Regions from separate parts of the Macaca mulatta genome. Here region 1 is linked to region 2. A link is a contact called in public Hi-C data. All regions are on one chromosome and are shown on one strand. The core of a region is the stretch at or near the end of the contact, and the rest is flanking DNA. Distances in the headings are between cores, read along the strand shown. Region 1 holds the start of RETREG3 (reticulophagy regulator family member 3). Region 2 holds the start of MLX (MAX dimerization protein MLX).

Region 1 (3,549 bases), core at 823-3,322, 43 kb after region 2:
CTACAAAAAATTTTAAAAATTAGCCAAGCATGGTGATGTGCACCTCTGCCCAGCTACTGTGGAGGCTGAGGTGGGAGGATTGCTTGAGCCCAGATGTGGAAGTTGCAATGAGCCGAGATCATACCATTGCACCCCAGCCTGGGTGATAGAGCAAGACCTTGTCTCAAAAAAAAAAAAAAAAAAAAAAAAAGCGGGGTGAAGTGGCTCACGCCTGCAATCCCAACACTCTGGGAGGCCGAGGCAGGCAGATCACCTGACGTCGGGAGTTCAAGACCAGCCTGACCAACATGGAGAAACCCCATCTCTACTAAAAAATGCAAAATTAGCCGGTTTTGGTGGCTCATGCCTATAATCCCAGCTACTTGGGGGGCTGAGGCAGGAGAAATGCTTGAATCCTGGAGGCGGAGGTTGCAGTGAGCCGAGATCGCGCCATTGCACTCCAGCCTGGGCAATAAGAGCGAAACTCTGTCTAAAAAAAAAAAAAAGGGAAAAAGCACTACCAAGAATAAATGAAGTAGTAGGAAAAGTTTACCATCGAGTATGCTAATGGCTCTGGAAGCCACAAATGCCAGAGACTACTGTGACACATTTAACTGGGTCTCTTTCAAACTGGGAGAGGATTAGCTTAATAGCTGAACACTGTCTTCAGGTCAATGAACTTGGAATTATTTGTTCTGCTTCAGCTCACTGAAAATCTTTCAGATAAAGGATAATGTTTTGATTTTAAAACCAATTTTAAGGGGAAGCTATTTTTAGCAAAAACACATTTAAAAAACACACATATTTTGTTTCAGGCTTATCCAGAACAGTCTTAATCCATTCAGCTGCAGAAGGCCCCCTAGAAGTCAGTTCCCTTGGAACCTCTTCCATTACGAATAAATCCAAAACTATGGTTGCTAGCTCCTATGAAGTCCTAGGTCCGCTTTAGGTGATGACAACTGAGAGAAGTAGCAGTTCCATTTTCACAGAGCATGACACACACAGATAAAGCATATTTATAGTGCCACTTTTCCAGCTCAGGAACACACACACACTATTGGACATCCTCAATTTCTTTGCCTATAAACAATGGCTAAGGATGCCTCTCTAATTCCTTGGAACAGGGAGGAGTTACAATCACAGGTGGCTTTGAAACGGGTGAAATCTCCGTCATTTCCTAACTGTTCTTTAAAAGCTTGTACTTTTCTTTCAATTTTCAGCTTTGGGGGCTCACACTGACGCTCAGACTTCATAAACTTCCTTCCTAGATATACAACATGCTAATTCATGCGAATCGCTCAAGCTTGTTTTAAAATCACACCTATGGATACCTTTGCAAGACTTCACGCCTGTACTCCAACAACAACTACTAAAACCTCTGGAAACAATCTAGAACTTGCACTTGAGCAGACAAGAGAAAGGAAGTGATGGCTTTAAAGGGACGCAGCTTTCCCGGGCTCAAAAGAGGCGCCCTAGCTCACTCTTGAGCGGCTCAAGATGTTACCAGAAGCTCCCGCCAGATGTGCACGGCGGAGGTGCGGGCACCGGTAAGGCAGAGAAGACGGGTGGACGGCCCTGGGAAGAACTGGGGTGCCCAAGCCTGCAGGCGGGATGGAGTGGAAAGAGGTGAGGCAAAATTAGGCAGGTACAAGAAGGAGCCAGTGCAGCGAAGAAAACAGGGCAGGCGAGTACAGCCCTAGAGGAACCGACGAATTCGGGACTCGGAGGGTTTCCGAGGGTCCAGTTCTCTCACCAGAAAGCCGCGTTCAGCCCCAGGCACCACAGGGCGCTCCTGGCTGGCCGCTCCCACACCAGGGCTGCCTGCACCCGACTCAGCAGAGGCTCGTAAGGCCCCAGCACCTCGACCAGGGCCCGCTGCGCCGCCTCAACCTGCTGGTCCCGCTCCCAGGAGCCTGACACATCTCGGCGGCCCCTGAAAGTCGACCCCGAAGCCGGGCCTGGGGTCGCCGCCACCCCTTCGGCCTCCGCCATCTCCCCCCGGCAGCCACAACATCCGGGGCCGTGGCCCGACAGTCACAATAACAGCAACTGCGCAGATGCGCGATTCGGCGTGGGAGGCCGCTTCGCACCACAGCGCGCTTGCGCGCAGGCCCAAGCGGGCGTCTACCCAGAGGGGAGGGAGGACGCCGAGTCAAAGTACCCCGCCAGCGTTGAGGCGCGGAACCTGATCCGTCGGCTCAGAGCCCGATCAGAAGCCGCGCACGCGCAATCTGCATGAATGAAGGCCAGTGCTTAAAGACATGCCATTCATTGCCAGAACTCGGTTCTCATTGGAGCGGATGAAGGTCGTGGGTGGAGCTTGTTGTTTCGCGCCTGCGTCTTGCGGCGAGCGGGCTGGCGTGCGGCGGCGTTGCGGGCGGGAGCGGCTGCAACGCCGGTGCCTGAGGAGCGATGCCGAGGGAAATCATCACCCTTCAGTTGGGCCAGTGCGGCAATCAGAGTGAGCGAAACTCCGGCCCCTCAGCTAGCCAGGTTCCTTAGGGTCAATGTGATCTCGCTGTAGGATCCTGGACTCCATCTGTCCTTGCCAGAATCGTAGTTCTCTGAAAGGCGAGACATCCCTGACCCAGTGTCCACTTGCCCAGCCCCGAGGGGCCCTCCCCTGCCCTGTCCCTGGCGTACAGTCCTTTCCTCAGACACGGGAGAGTCCTACGGCTTGACTTCTTATTCCTGGACGCAGGCGCCCAGTCCCTCCGCTCCTGACTGGAACCTGCCCGGAACTAGATATCTTCTTTCTCCCCTGCCTGCCCCTTCCCCCCCAGTTGGGTTCGAGTTCTGGAAACAGCTGTGCGCTGAGCATGGTATCAGCCCCGAGGGCATCGTGGAGGAGTTCGCCACCGAAGGCACTGACCGCAAGGACGTCTTTTTCTACCAGGTGCCCCCAGCGACTTGGCCAAGGGCGGCAATGGCCCGAGGGGCCAGAAGGGAAGGGAGTGGCCTGGTACTGGGAACCCTGCTGGGCAGTGGGGCCAGGCGGCTGGCATGAGGAGGGAGGGCTGGAGGGAGCCAGAGTTGGGAGGACTTAGGACTTGGGCCACCCTAGCTGATTGGGCCCCCTCCTGGACTCCCCTTGACAGGCAGACGATGAGCACTACATCCCCCGGGCCGTGCTGCTGGACCTGGAGCCCCGGGTGATCCACTCCATCCTCAACTCCCCCTATGCCAAGCTCTACAACCCAGAGAACATCTACCTGTCGGAGCATGGAGGAGGAGCTGGCAACAACTGGGCCAGTGGATTCTCCCAGGTCGTTTCCTATTCCCTGACAGGGCCCACAACTCCCTGGGTAGGGACAGGCCCTATGACGTCCCAGGGAGAGAGGAAACCAGATCAGGGATGTATGAATGCTGGAGGGAGAGACGTGGCTGCAGGGAGTGGACCATGTAATATTGTCAAGCGCCTATGCTAGCTAATGCAGTGTGCCAGGCCATTCTAAGTGCTTTACATATATTAATTTTTCTAAATCTCCCAACAACCCTAGAAGTAAGTACTACAGGTCCACAGTCCCTTATGTGCCTTTCCAGGATCCAGAAAGCCATGAAACCAAAGGA
Region 2 (3,156 bases), core at 644-3,143:
CTCTGTTCCCCTCCCCAGAAGCAGCTGAAAATACTCACGGACATTATGTGGCCAATTATCGCAAAGCTGGCCCGAGAGGAGATGGATCGGGCTGTGACTGAGGGTGAGTAGGAGGGAGGATAGGAGCAGCCAAGGGGACAGTTAAGCTGATTCTTCCCCCCGGGAGCTTCCCTGCCCCATGTGGGACTGTCCGCTCACCCTGGGACTGTGTTTCGTGTGCTTTGCCTGGGAGAGCGTCAGCACTGCTGGCGGTGACTGGGCTCTCCCCACAGGAAAGCGTGTGTGCGTGATTGATGCGGCTGTGCTGCTTGAAGCCGGCTGGCAGAACCTGGTCCATGAGGTGTGGACTGTTGTCATCCCTGAGACTGAGGTATCTCAGCCCCACCCCCACGCCATCCCTACTGCAGATCCTATCCTGTGAGCTGGAATTCTTCCTGACAAATGTCTCGTCTGTGCCCAGGCTGTAAGACGCATTGTGGAGAGGGATGGCCTGAGTGAAGCCGCAGCTCAAAGCCGGCTGCAGAGCCAGATGAGCGGGCAGCAGCTTGTGGAACAGAGCCACGTGGTGCTCAGCACCTTGTGGGAGCCGCATATCACCCAACGCCAGGTTGGTGCCCAGGGCAAGGCTGGGTTGTGGGGAAGGAGTCTCCAGTGGATGCTGCCTGACCCTGCCCTCTCTTCCTCCCAACATTCCGGCCTGTCTGAAGGTGGAGAAAGCCTGGGCCCTCCTGCAGAAGCGCATTCCCAAGACTCACCAGGCCCTTGACTGAGAAGTTCTCAGTGGGGCCAGACTGGCCCCTGGAGCTGACAAGCGACCCCGTGGTGAGGAGAAATGGGGGCCTTGATGCGTATCCTGGTTCAGGCCCAGAGGTCTAAGCTATGCTGTGTAGGACATGGCCAGGCCTGGTGGACTCAGGAAGCCTACCCAACACTGGTATTTGGCCAACACTGAGGATGTGGTTCATGGATGAGCAGGCCCCTCCCCACTCTTGCCCATGGGTGACTCTTACCCACAGCTGACTAGGGCCAGCGCAAATACTGGAACCTGTAACAGAATTAAAGGTGAATGTTCCCAGGTATTGCCTGGATGGTGTCTGCTTCCTGCTCCAATGCCTCTAAGTCTCTTTGAGATCCTTAAGCCACAAGTGCAGGGCCCAGGCCTGAGCTGGAAGCCTGGGCAATGCAGTGGTTAAGAGGATGGCCGGATGGCCTTTAGGCGAGCCTTGGCCGTCCCACTGACCAGCTGTGTGCTTCTGAGTAAGGTGTAGACTTTCTAGGTACTGCCGTGTTTTTTTGTTTTTGTTTTTTTAATCTGAGAGGCCGCATAACCTAGCTAGCGGGTTCTTTGCAAGGATTCATTCCACATGCATCCTGCCAGACACTGGGCTGGGTGTTGGAAGATCAGCCTTCCACGCGCCAGGCGGGGCCTCTGCCCTCACAGAGCTTGCAGCCTGGTGGGGTCGGACAGTGTGGCTGCGGAGCTTCTCTGCCCGGCTCCTGACACACCCGCTGCAGTGCAGGTCCGGGGAGCGCGGGGAGACCGCCCGCAGGGTAACGTGTGGAGCCAGCCGGCCGGACAGTGCGCATGCACACACTACCTGCGGCGGTATGCTGACAAGCCAATTGCAGGTACTCCGTCTTACAAAACGCGCTTCATGTCGCCGCCATTCCAATGCCTAACCCAGAGAGGGCAGGCACGACGGGGAGCAGTCCCAAAGGCGGCTGGCGCCAGGCCGAGCGCCGGGCTTTGACAGCTGGAGTACGGGAGACGTCTTTGGGCCGCGCATGCGCGATGCTCTCGCCCTGCCCAACCTCTCGGTCGCGGATTGGCGGGCGTGGGTCACGTGGGCACACCACCCGTTTCCTCGCCGCAGGGGGCCCGCCCGCCGGCTCGTTTCCGGTCCGGTGGGTCCAAGATGACTGAGCCGGGCGCCTCTCCCGAGGACCCTTGGGTCAAGGCAAGCCCCGTGGGCGCGCACGCCAGCGAGGGGAGGGCGGGTCGGGCTCGTGCACGTAGGGGGGCCGGAAGACGAGGGGCTTCCCTCCTGTCCCCAAAGTCCCCCATGCTCTCCGGGCCCCGGGGCTGCAGAGAAGACAGCTCTCACCCCGCGTGTGCCAAGGTGGGGAGACAAACGAGGCGTGTGCGCGCGAGTCGGGGGAACAGGGGACTGGGGTGGAGTAGGGGCGGAAGAGATCATACACGGGGGAGGCGCTCGCACGGCCTAGCCCGTGCCAAGTCTCGGGGGAATCATTAAGGTGCCCGCGCACCCCGGGCTGTGTGTGCGCGAGCGCGCAGGGTGACAGAGGTGCCTTCCCGGAATGCGGGGCGCGCTGTGTGTGCCTGCAGTGAAAGTGTCGCCCCCACCAGGGGCGGAGGTCTGACGGGCCCCTCCCGTGCTCTGTGCCGCAGGTGGAGTATGCCTACAGCGACAACAGCCTGGACCCCGGTGAGTAGCTCCCCCATCTTAAGCTCTAGAGGTACACTCCCGCCCAGGCTCTCTAGAATTCTTGTGGTGTTGCCAACCACGCCTGAGCACAGTCCACTGTCCCTGAGCAGAGTTCCTGGCTTGAGACAGCAGGAGCTGAAGGACGAGGGCAGAAAACAACTGAGGGTGACACCTAGTTCCCTCTGTTCTGGAACAGGGAAGTGGTGGAACTAATGGCAGCTGATCACTCACACTCTGTCACGTCCAGATGCCCGTTTGTGAGCCAGGGGGTATCATGCAGGCCTATGGAGCAGTGTAGACACTAGGGAGCAGAGCGCTGCAGCGTAGTCTGGCTGGAAGTGGGGGGCCCAGTATAGTTGGCTTTGGGTTGAAGGGAAGAGGTCAGCATTTAAGAAAGCCATTGTGTCCTACAGGTGTCTGAGGGTCTGGCAGTGTTCCCCACCCTGCCCCTTAGTGATTGGGGCCTCTCTTTTCCAGGGCTTTTTGTAGAAAGCACCCGCAAGGGGAATGTAGTGTCCAGAGCTAATAGCATCGGTTCCACCAGTGCCTCTTCTGTCCCCAACACAGGTAGGCAGTTACATCCCCCCCACCTCGAGGGGCTCAGACACGTCATAATTGTAGTACCTTTCCTAGACAGGGAAGCCCCAGCCATCCACACAGGGGTGCTGGAGCCCAAGTATCAGACACAGGGTCTCACCATCTTTCACCT

What was found. Hi-C and Micro-C count contacts between places; a contact is called where the count stands out from the background.
Region 1: a Hi-C map of cortical neurons shows a contact between it and region 2, with 2.1 times the contacts expected there. The contact joins the promoter of RETREG3 here to the promoter of MLX in region 2. A contact is called at or near these places in 2 of 14 Hi-C or Micro-C datasets (cortical neurons and liver).

The regions. Positions count from the first base shown.
Region 1 is chr16:66,960,727-66,964,275 of T2T-MMU8v2.0, forward strand. It overlaps RETREG3 (reticulophagy regulator family member 3), which reads right to left and starts at 2,073. Exons shown (of 9, transcript NM_001194496.2): 1 at 1,733-2,073. The coding sequence starts at 1,971. The region is part of intron 20 of ATP6V0A1 (ATPase H+ transporting V0 subunit a1); the gene reads left to right. All of the region lies in intron 1 of PSMC3IP (PSMC3 interacting protein), which reads right to left. TUBG1 (tubulin gamma 1) reads left to right here. Exons shown (of 13, transcript NM_001261011.1): 3 at 2,373-2,440; 4 at 2,763-2,875; 5 at 3,078-3,245. The coding sequence starts at 2,392.
Region 2 is chr16:66,918,357-66,921,512 of T2T-MMU8v2.0, forward strand. It overlaps MLX (MAX dimerization protein MLX), which reads left to right and starts at 1,894. Exons shown (of 7, transcript XM_015119717.3): 1 at 1,894-2,120; 2 at 2,411-2,447. The coding sequence starts at 1,917. All of the region lies in intron 20 of ATP6V0A1 (ATPase H+ transporting V0 subunit a1), which reads left to right. It overlaps COASY (Coenzyme A synthase), which reads left to right. Exons shown (of 10, transcript XM_015119716.3): 7 at 19-103; 8 at 273-370; 9 at 461-607; 10 at 708-1,079. The coding sequence ends at 770.